Regions from separate parts of the Sus scrofa genome. Here region 1 is linked to region 2. A link is a contact called in public HiChIP or PLAC-seq data. All regions are on one chromosome and are shown on one strand. Each heading gives the region's core, a stretch centred on a gene start, on an enhancer-like site or on the middle of the called end of the contact. The rest is flanking DNA. Distances are from core to core; before and after follow the strand shown. Region 1 overlaps DOCK4 (dedicator of cytokinesis protein 4). Region 2 overlaps DOCK4 (dedicator of cytokinesis protein 4).

Evidence for each region. HiChIP or PLAC-seq counts read pairs in DNA pulled down with a chosen protein or histone mark.
Region 1: an H3K27ac HiChIP or PLAC-seq map of alveolar macrophages shows a contact between it and region 2. The contact joins two enhancer-like sites. A contact is called at or near these places in 2 of 47 Hi-C or Micro-C datasets (fibroblasts and liver) and 2 of 2 datasets of contacts at active chromatin or transcription factors (alveolar macrophages and skeletal muscle).

What each region holds. Positions count from the first base shown.
Region 1 is chr18:33,542,239-33,546,423 of Sscrofa11.1, forward strand. All of the region lies in intron 1 of DOCK4 (dedicator of cytokinesis protein 4), which reads left to right. Among named protein-coding and RNA genes, the nearest start is that of DOCK4, 120 kb to the left of the region's middle. Within about 2 kb of position 1,368, at least 9 of the 83 cell types and tissues checked have an H3K27ac peak or open chromatin away from gene starts, as enhancers often do. A contact at or near this core is called in alveolar macrophages and liver, where this site is marked.
Region 2 is chr18:33,465,787-33,470,256 of Sscrofa11.1, forward strand. All of the region lies in intron 1 of DOCK4 (dedicator of cytokinesis protein 4), which reads left to right. Among named protein-coding and RNA genes, the nearest start is that of DOCK4, 45 kb to the left of the region's middle. Within about 2 kb of position 1,300, at least 39 of the 83 cell types and tissues checked have an H3K27ac peak or open chromatin away from gene starts, as enhancers often do. A contact at or near this core is called in alveolar macrophages and liver, where this site is marked.

The DNA.
Region 1 (4,185 bases), core at 118-2,617, 77 kb after region 2:
TAAGAAAAAATTGTTTTGTAATAAACTACAATTAGGATGTTTGATTTGATGGGAAATCCCAGCCTGCTGAGGGCTTTCCAATGTTGTCATCCCCCAGTAGAGATTTAAATAAAAAAAAAAAAAAGGTAGTTTTTCTAACCACAGAAACCACTGCCCCTATTTCTAACCATTGTTTTGTTCCCATCATCACTGTGGAATAACGAATGCCTACCTAGCATGTTCTCAGTCTTCCAGACCCACAGATCAGGGTGTGGTGATGGTTATTATTTTCTCTGCTGACATTACAATTTAGGGGAATTTCAGGGTAAAATATCCTATTTTCGAGATCCCACAAAGCATGGTTCTCTTGGCATAGATGTTTCACCTTAGTCATGACATAGGTTTTTTAAAGGAAGTTTGTCAGTTTTCAGTATTTTATCATTTATTGAGGCTGTATTCCATGCTGGGCACTGTGACAGGGACTCTATATGGGTAGGAATCTCCTTTAATTCCCACAACTCTCTGCAGAGAGTGTTCCTCCAACACCATTGGATGCACGAGGATGCTGAGGCCCAGAAAGGATGAGCAGCCTGCCTAGTTTGTCACGTGGCTGTAAGAAGCAGAGCAGGGCTCCAGCTCAAGTCTGTGTCCCTGTAGAGGCTGTACCCTTGAGCATGATGCCATGTGCCACATTACCCTGTGATCTGCCTCCTTGGGTCTTGATGCTTGTGCATTATGACACCTCGGGTGGTTTCCCCTCTTTTCATTCTTGAGTCCCAAGTTCCCCGTTGCCATCTTCCTTTTTGGTCCTTTAATGGGAAGAAGCATTACATAAACCTGTAATTTAATAGACCTGTGTTAAACATCAGCTGTGTGAGGAGAACTGTGTCAGAAACTGGAGCGACAAACATTTTGGTTTTCTCGATACAGTCTAGAAAACATTTGAGGTAGCTGATAAAATACATCAAATAAAAAAGGGATTGAAAAAAAAAGTCTCAAAGACCATGAAGATAGAATGAATTCCTTCCAGGGGACCCTCTAGAAGAGTTCCACTTGCAGAACATTGTTTCGTGTTCTTTGTCTCCCTGGTCCATTCTGCAGAACAGAAGGAAAACTCCCATTGGCGCTTTCCATCTTGGACTTCTTAGGGCTCTGCCGTCAACTTGAGTGTTGGGTTCAAGCCATCCTGATACATGACCTCAATGACCAGCATCTCCTAAAGACTTTGTAATGTGCAGAATATTTTCACAAGGATTGTCTTGTTTGTTCCCTATAACTTTGAGAAGCAGCAGTCATACCGAAACTGAGTCACGTTAACACAGCCGGCCCGCATTCTGCCAGGCTCCTCCAACCCCACTGCTTCCTTGAATTATCCACTGGACTTGCATTCTTCTGACTTGGGGTTCCTTTTTCCTGTTTCACTTCTTCTTTCGTAGGCTTTTAGCAGCACCCCCACTCCCTTTAACACCGCAGCAATTTTGTTACTGGTTTTACCCTTATCTCATCAGATGGTGCCCTCTCATCCATGGTCTAGGGACCACTTGGCAGACCCTCCAGTAATGGACCTCCACAGTTATTTTTATTCTTTAAAAATGTCTTTTATATTGTTGAACACTAGCTAGAACAGGAGCTTAAATCTTTTTCATTTCTCGTATCCCACAGATCGCACAATATAAATTTTTAGTGACATAGATATAAATGTTGTTGAAACAGCAAAGTATCTTACTGTCTCCATCCTGTTACCAGTGTGTAGTATTCAGGTGATGGTGGCTTGTTTGTAGAGCTTGAGCAAAATGTTCTTTGACAATGGACATTTCAAATATTTGTATATTTTGGCTGTGTAAATATTCCTGGAGCAGAGGATTTGTGTTATCTGTGCCTAACAGAAATGAAAACAAAAATCTCCCACCAGGTCTGTCTTCCTTTAGCCACATGGGAAGTGATGGTTCTACAAGTTGCCAAATGTGCATGGCTGATCATAACCTCCTCTTGAGCAGTTTAAGCTGGCACCGGAAATCTGAGATATGACTGAAGGATGTGTCATGGAGGAAAAATTTCTGAAATGTTGTTTAAAACAAAAAGTAACAGATACATAGCATTTCCCTATCCATGTTAGTGAACCTTCTAAATGTAAAGGGATCTTTAAATTTTTTGTTTAAAAAACATTTTCAGTTACTTTGAGTTTTGTGCACATTTAAGTAAAGTTGCCAGATTTAGCAAATAAAAATACAGGACACCCAGTTAAATTTTAATTTTAGGTAAACAACGAAAACATTTTTTAGCAAAAGTAGATTTCCCATGCAATTTGGGGGACCTTCTTATACTAAAAACTTACTCCTTTTTTTTCCCCCTGAAATTCATGTTTAGCTGGGCATCCCTTATTTTATCCGAAAATCCTACTTTAAAAAGTGTTTAATGATCTATATTTACCTAATATGTAAGATAGAGTACTTACTCTTTTTTAAATGTAAATAATGTTTACTAAAGCAATTGCTCTAAATTTGGTTCTTTTGATAGAAATTTAAGTTAGAAAACTAAAGAAGTGTAAGAGTTTAAATCTGAAGTAACTGCAATTTGATTACATTAAAACGAAGCACAGGGATCTCCAAAATAGGAAAGTAGGATTTATAGTTAATATTCCATTTTTACTTTCCTTCAGCATTTCCCCATTGCTCCTTATTCTGCCCTCTGGAGGCTCTAGAAAATAATGAAGAAGATGTTATTAACGAGAGCCAGCACTTGCTGAGATCAGTGACACGCTAGGCACTGTTGTTGTATTTGTCTTAATTTATTTAATCTTTACAACAGCCTTATGATTTTTGTATTGCAAATTAGGAAACTAAAGCAGAGACATTAATTAACTTAACCAAGCTTATCTCTCTCTCAGCTCTTCAAGTATTTTCTCCTTTGTAGCCTTTAAGTTTTCAGTTCCTTCTTTCATACTTTGTGGGACAAGGGCTCCAGACCCCTCTCTGTCTCCGTTCAGCTCTGGGGTTGCTGAGGTTTGCCAGTGCCCTTGAATGTGTTATGGCCAATTTTTTTTTTTTTTTTCTGTGTCTTTTTAGGGCCACACCCACAGCATATTGAAGTTCCCAGGCTAAGGGTTGAATCAGAGCTGTAGCTGCCAATCTACACCATAGCCAGAGCAACGCAGGATCTGAGCTGTGTCTGCGACCTACACCACACAGCTCATGGCAACACTGCATCCGTAACCCACTGAGTGAGGCCAGGGATCAAACCCGCATCCTCATGGGTACTAGTTGGGTTCGTTACTGCTGAGAATGGCCAAAATTTAAAAGGCCGTGTCACATGTCATGTAACTTACAAGCAGGATGCAATGGGATTTTTAATGGCTCTCATACTGGATACTGTAATTCTCATAGTGGCCCAAGGATTACATGAGATCATGTGTTTGTTTTTGGGGTAAATACACTCCCACAGAAAACCATTGCCTCACACTGAACCCTTAGACAGGCAGACTTTCTAGGGTGTCTGCCTACACACAGTGCAAATAAGTCAAGTGTCCCTCAGTTTGTACATGTGCAGTTTTGTTTTGTTTTTTTTATTTGTATAATTTTTAGGAAGTGTTTTCCTTTACTTCACGCTTCTTGCCTGGTAGTCATCTTGTATAACGCTGTATAATATAACGATGGTAACGACAGGAGTTAAGAGCAGAGACCTGGAGTCTGCGGGAAAGCAGGTGCATGATGTGTGAGCGCCTGCATTCATCCTCACCCTGGACCATCCATAGCCTCTTCTCAGGTGGCTCACGTAGCCATAGTCGAGTGACAGCAGCGTGTATCTGCTGTTTGACCATATCATCTTTGGGGAAGACGGTGGATCTATGTGACAGCATTTTTTTCTCGCTAATAATCTGACAAACTCTTCAGTCTCTTTCCTTTGATAATCCGCAGCAATCTTGCCTTCTCAGATATACTATCCCTGAATCACCATGTCATGCTGTGCCCTGCTTGGAGCTCTAGTTTCTCCCCGATGATAAAACTGTTAATCATAATCCTTTGCTCATAGTAATCATAGTGGGAGAGACTTAATAGGAAGATGTCCTGAGCAGTTGTAGACTATTTCATGCTCGAAAACCTACCAGCTCTAGTGGTTTTAGATATAGGTGGGAGCAGTATATATTGAGAGAAATGGGGTAGAATGTGAAACAGAGGGCATTTCTCGTATGTTTGAAGGAACGCTCTG
Region 2 (4,470 bases), core at 50-2,549:
GCACCTACCTCATCAGTTTCTTATAAGTATTAATTTAATGAATGTTTGTAAAGCACTTAGCATCTGCCTCCACTAAGTTCTCTGTCAATGTTTGTTAAATAAATAATGGATAAACAAATCAAAGGGACCTCTCTTTGGCTACCGCTTATTGTGTTCAGAATAGACACACAAGCCAGAGATGTTCCTCCATCAGCTGATACTGGCATGATGTTGGGTTGTTGGTCTAGCTCACAAAGAAGAGCTAGATTTCATTCCTCTTCCAGGAAGTTACCCTTGGAAAGTAGGCTGTGGGAAAGATGACTCACAGCTCAGAGAAGGGTACCCATTAGAGGATGCAGGCAACAAGGGCTACCATTGGCCCGGGCAGTGGTGAGGATGGAGTGTTTTGTGCAGAGAAAAACAAAAGTGGGGTTGGGGTGGGGTGGGGATGGTGCAGAATGCCAGGGGTGGGTCTAGGCTCTGTTGGAGTGGCTACATTTGTGTAAAGTGTACTTCCTGTCCCTTAGTTTATTTATCTTGTAACTTGAGTGAAGCTCCATTCCTTGTGCAACAAAGGACAGGGTATGATTAGTCATTCACAACAACTAGCTTGTCGTGTCTTAATTTATTCCTCTTTAGTAAATGGTTTCTGGTCTGTAAATGATCTGTTGTCCTGGGATGTGGTGGTAGAAGCAGCTACTGGGGAGGATAAATTCACATCTGGCCCCTACAGGCTCAGGCAGTGTTATATTGCTTACAGTGTAACAAAGGCAGGAATCTGCTACAAAGTGGTATTGACTTATTTAGTCAAGAGTCAAGTATCCCTGGATAATACTTTAGCCCTTGAGACTATCTATGTTACTATGTAAGTGACTAGATCAATAAAAAAAGGTTAAATGATGTTTATTGTAGCTTTTCCCCCCTTTCTGTAATGTAGAGAAGCATGCAGTTTGTTTTGGCAAGTTTTCTTGTAATACCAGGTAAACTTTAAATCACAGGAAGTCTGGACAGTGATAAAAACACATCTTGAAAACATGTAACTAGAAGTTCAAAGGCATTACTAACTTGGGGCAAAGCAGTGGTAAGGAGGGTTAGTGTAATTTCTTAGGGCTCTGTTACTTTTGCTCTGTATCTCCAAGATTGGGGCTTTTAGATAAAGAAGAAAACAGATCCTCTTCTTCCTGATGTCTGTACACAAAACTAAGTGAAAGGACACAGATCCTGTTTGGGTCACATGCCTACTTCTAGATGTACCACCATATCCAGGGGGTGCTGGCTCTGATTGGTCCAGTCTGTGTCACATGTTTCCTCTGAGGCCATGGGGCTGGGCTACCATGAGTGACAGCCCAGCCAGGACAGAGTGGAGGAGGGGAGGCACCAGAGGGGAAGAGTGCTGGCAGGAGAGACTCTTCCACTCCAGGCAATTGAATGGCAGAGTGTTTGTTATTCAGGAAACCACTCCTCCTGAGCCACTCTCTTGATGCCAGATAAATAAGATTTCACACTATTTGGAGTTACCCTCTTTGGAAACATGCAAAATAAAAATGGCATTACATTAAAAAAGTACACTGTCATTTTAAATCACATTTTTAATACCTATAGTGTAATGGAAAGGAAACCTTTTTCCACTAGCTTTTTCACCATCACAGTGGTACCGATGTACCCTCTTTCCACCCTCCAAATCTTAAAAGAAAAGTTGAAATCAGTCTGGGTGGGTGTTGCAATACGAGTTCGATATACTGTACTCTTTAGTTAGCATGCTCAGGATGAAAGCTTTTGGCATCCTTTTCTTAACAGTCACAGAGGAAAAAATTGCTTTGGCATAAAGGTCCTCTGGTTTTGCTATGCCACATTAACCAAGATGTGTAAGTGTCGTAAGTGAACTATTGATATTGCTTAAGTGGTCCAGAGAGACTATTCCAGAGTTAAAGTTGTTATCCCCAGGAGAGCTTAACCTACCTTCCTCCCATAAATAAAGCATCCCTTCCATCACATAAATTAGCCCGGTCTCTCCAGACAGTCAGCGTTTTGTTTTACCCTAAAAGGCTCTGCTGTGTGAAATTGGAATGCAGGATTAATAAGCTGCTTTTGTGTTACACAGGTTGATACTACGATAAAGACAGATTCCAGGATCAAAGCACAATCCTCTGATTTACCTTTCTAGTCTAATTAGAATTTGTAGGAAATGTAACCTTCCATTAGTTTTCCCCATGCCAGGCATAAAAGATGTATTGAGCCTTTTTTTTTTTTTTCCTTCTGTGCCTAGCCAGATTGTTTCGTGCTGTTAACTAGCAGCTTACATGGTAAAGTGAAAGAAATTGTCTGACTCGGATTCTTCAACAGGCATGTGCGCTGTTCAGTTTTCTAAACAAGACCAGCCAGCTTACTAGTTCACAGAAGTGGTTCCTTATTCTTTTCTTATGTTTTGGACTTAGACAGGTAGGACTAAGTATGCTACACAAAGAGTCTAGAAATATTTGTGTATGGGATGTTTTTGAAGACTAGCCAGCTATCACCAAGTAGACATAACAGGAAAGGAAACAATAGGAAATTTGTCACTGTTAGGCCTTTTCTGTGCATGTCTGCCTTCAAAGCAGTTTTTTTAATTATTAAAACCCTGTGATTCACTTTACGTGTCAATTCTTTCTGTCCCCCGGCAAGAATTATTTAAATGTCTGTGTGGGAGGAAGTGCAGGATCACAGTGGTGCTCCCGATCGTGGGCCTTGGTCCTGCTTCACAGAATCCAGAGTTCATGTTGGCTCACGAAAATATCTGATAAGCTTGGAAAAAGTTGTGAAATGCAGACTGCTGAATGCAATGATAGGCTCTTTAATAGAGGCCATAGCTAAGTACAAGCAAGTCATTTAGAAGGAAAAGTGTATAGAAAGCTAAAATTTAACCCATGTATTGTGGTTCCCCACTGAAGGAACATTCTGTTTCCCTTCCTGCGGTGGCCACTGGCCTCTGGCTGGGGAAATGGAGGTGCCTCTTTGAGGAGGCCACCCAGGGCTGTTGAGAAGATTTCTAAGGAACCCCTGACTGCCATGTTCAGATTCTTGATGATTTACTAGGAGATGCAGAAATGTTTCAGAGAGACATTACCAGGCGGGCTTGGTAACATCCTCATCTGAGCTGCTCCTCTTTTATTTGGGAATCTATAGCTCCCTCAAATCCTCCTCTCTAAGAGAACTTTGCCCAGGGTTCCCATGAAGCCTGCAATGGTCCATGCCGTCCTTGAATTCCTATGGTGGTCTAGTCCCCAGAACTTGAGAACATAGGGCCTCGTTTGGGTCTCTGGGACTGTCTGAAGGCACATCTGCCTCTCCAATTACGTTATCCTACCAATGCAATTTGTAGGGTTTTCACAGAAAGATTTTATTATCCCATTTGAAATACACAAAGCCCTTTGAGAGAAGCAGCACAGGAGGGTACTTTTGCAGATGAACTGAGGCATGGAGGCATGGTTCCTGGAGTCACGTGTTGATGGAGCACTGCTCTGAATGCAGGTGCATGGTGGTGGTTGGTGGACAGCTGTCCGCAAGTGTGATACACAATCCTTGCTGTGGAAGCTTACTGTTGCACCAAGAAGAGATGTGTGCACAGTCATCTGAAATACGTGACTTTATTTTGTGGAAAGTAGGGAAGGGATTGTTTATTGGGATAAGGAAGGCTTCTGGAGGAGGTGGGGGTCATTCATGTGCTGGATCTCAACAGATGTGTGAGACTTTCATTCACAGATGCAGGATATCATTGTCAGGGAGGAAACAGAGCAAAAGAAATATGGAAGCCAAAGGCATGTTTTGATAAGAGGAAGTAGGACAGTTTTGGCTGGAGTGAAGAGTTTGTTTAGAGAAGCAGGAAAGAAATAAGTTGGAAACTCAAGTTGGAGTCAAATGATGGAGAACTTTGGTTGCCAGACCCAGGATCTTGGTTGGGCCAAGAGTGTACTTGAGGGGGAGAGTGTGATAAAGGCTGTGTGGTGGGCAAGCATCAGGGAGCTTCTGGGGAGGAGGAGAAAGGTAAGGAAGAGACAGCTGCCAGGTCTACCTGAGAGGTCCCCGAGCAGGATGATGGGAGTTGGGGGTGAAGAAATGCAGATGTGAGTGACATCATGAAGGACACCCCCAAGCAAGTGATGGTCTGGTGGTGGGGTGGTGTAGTTTGTAGAGTGGTGTAGCCTTGAAAAGGTGCTGGAAGTTCATTCCAAGGGAAGAGGACATATTTCAGAGAAGGACGTGTTTGTGGAGCTATGCTGATAGGTTGAACACCAAAAGGATTTGGTAATGTGCACAGAGCTCAATCGTGGCTGACTTCCTCTTTGGTGTCTATAATCTCCTCCATAGCAACCAACACAGAGCAGCCTACCTTACACATACATGTGGACATCAATAGTGGAATTCTTCTAGTTAGCTTGTAGTAACTTAGATGAAGCTGGGCTGAATCTTAAGTGTAAACTTTACATTGTGGTTATAGATTTTTGTTGTTGTTGT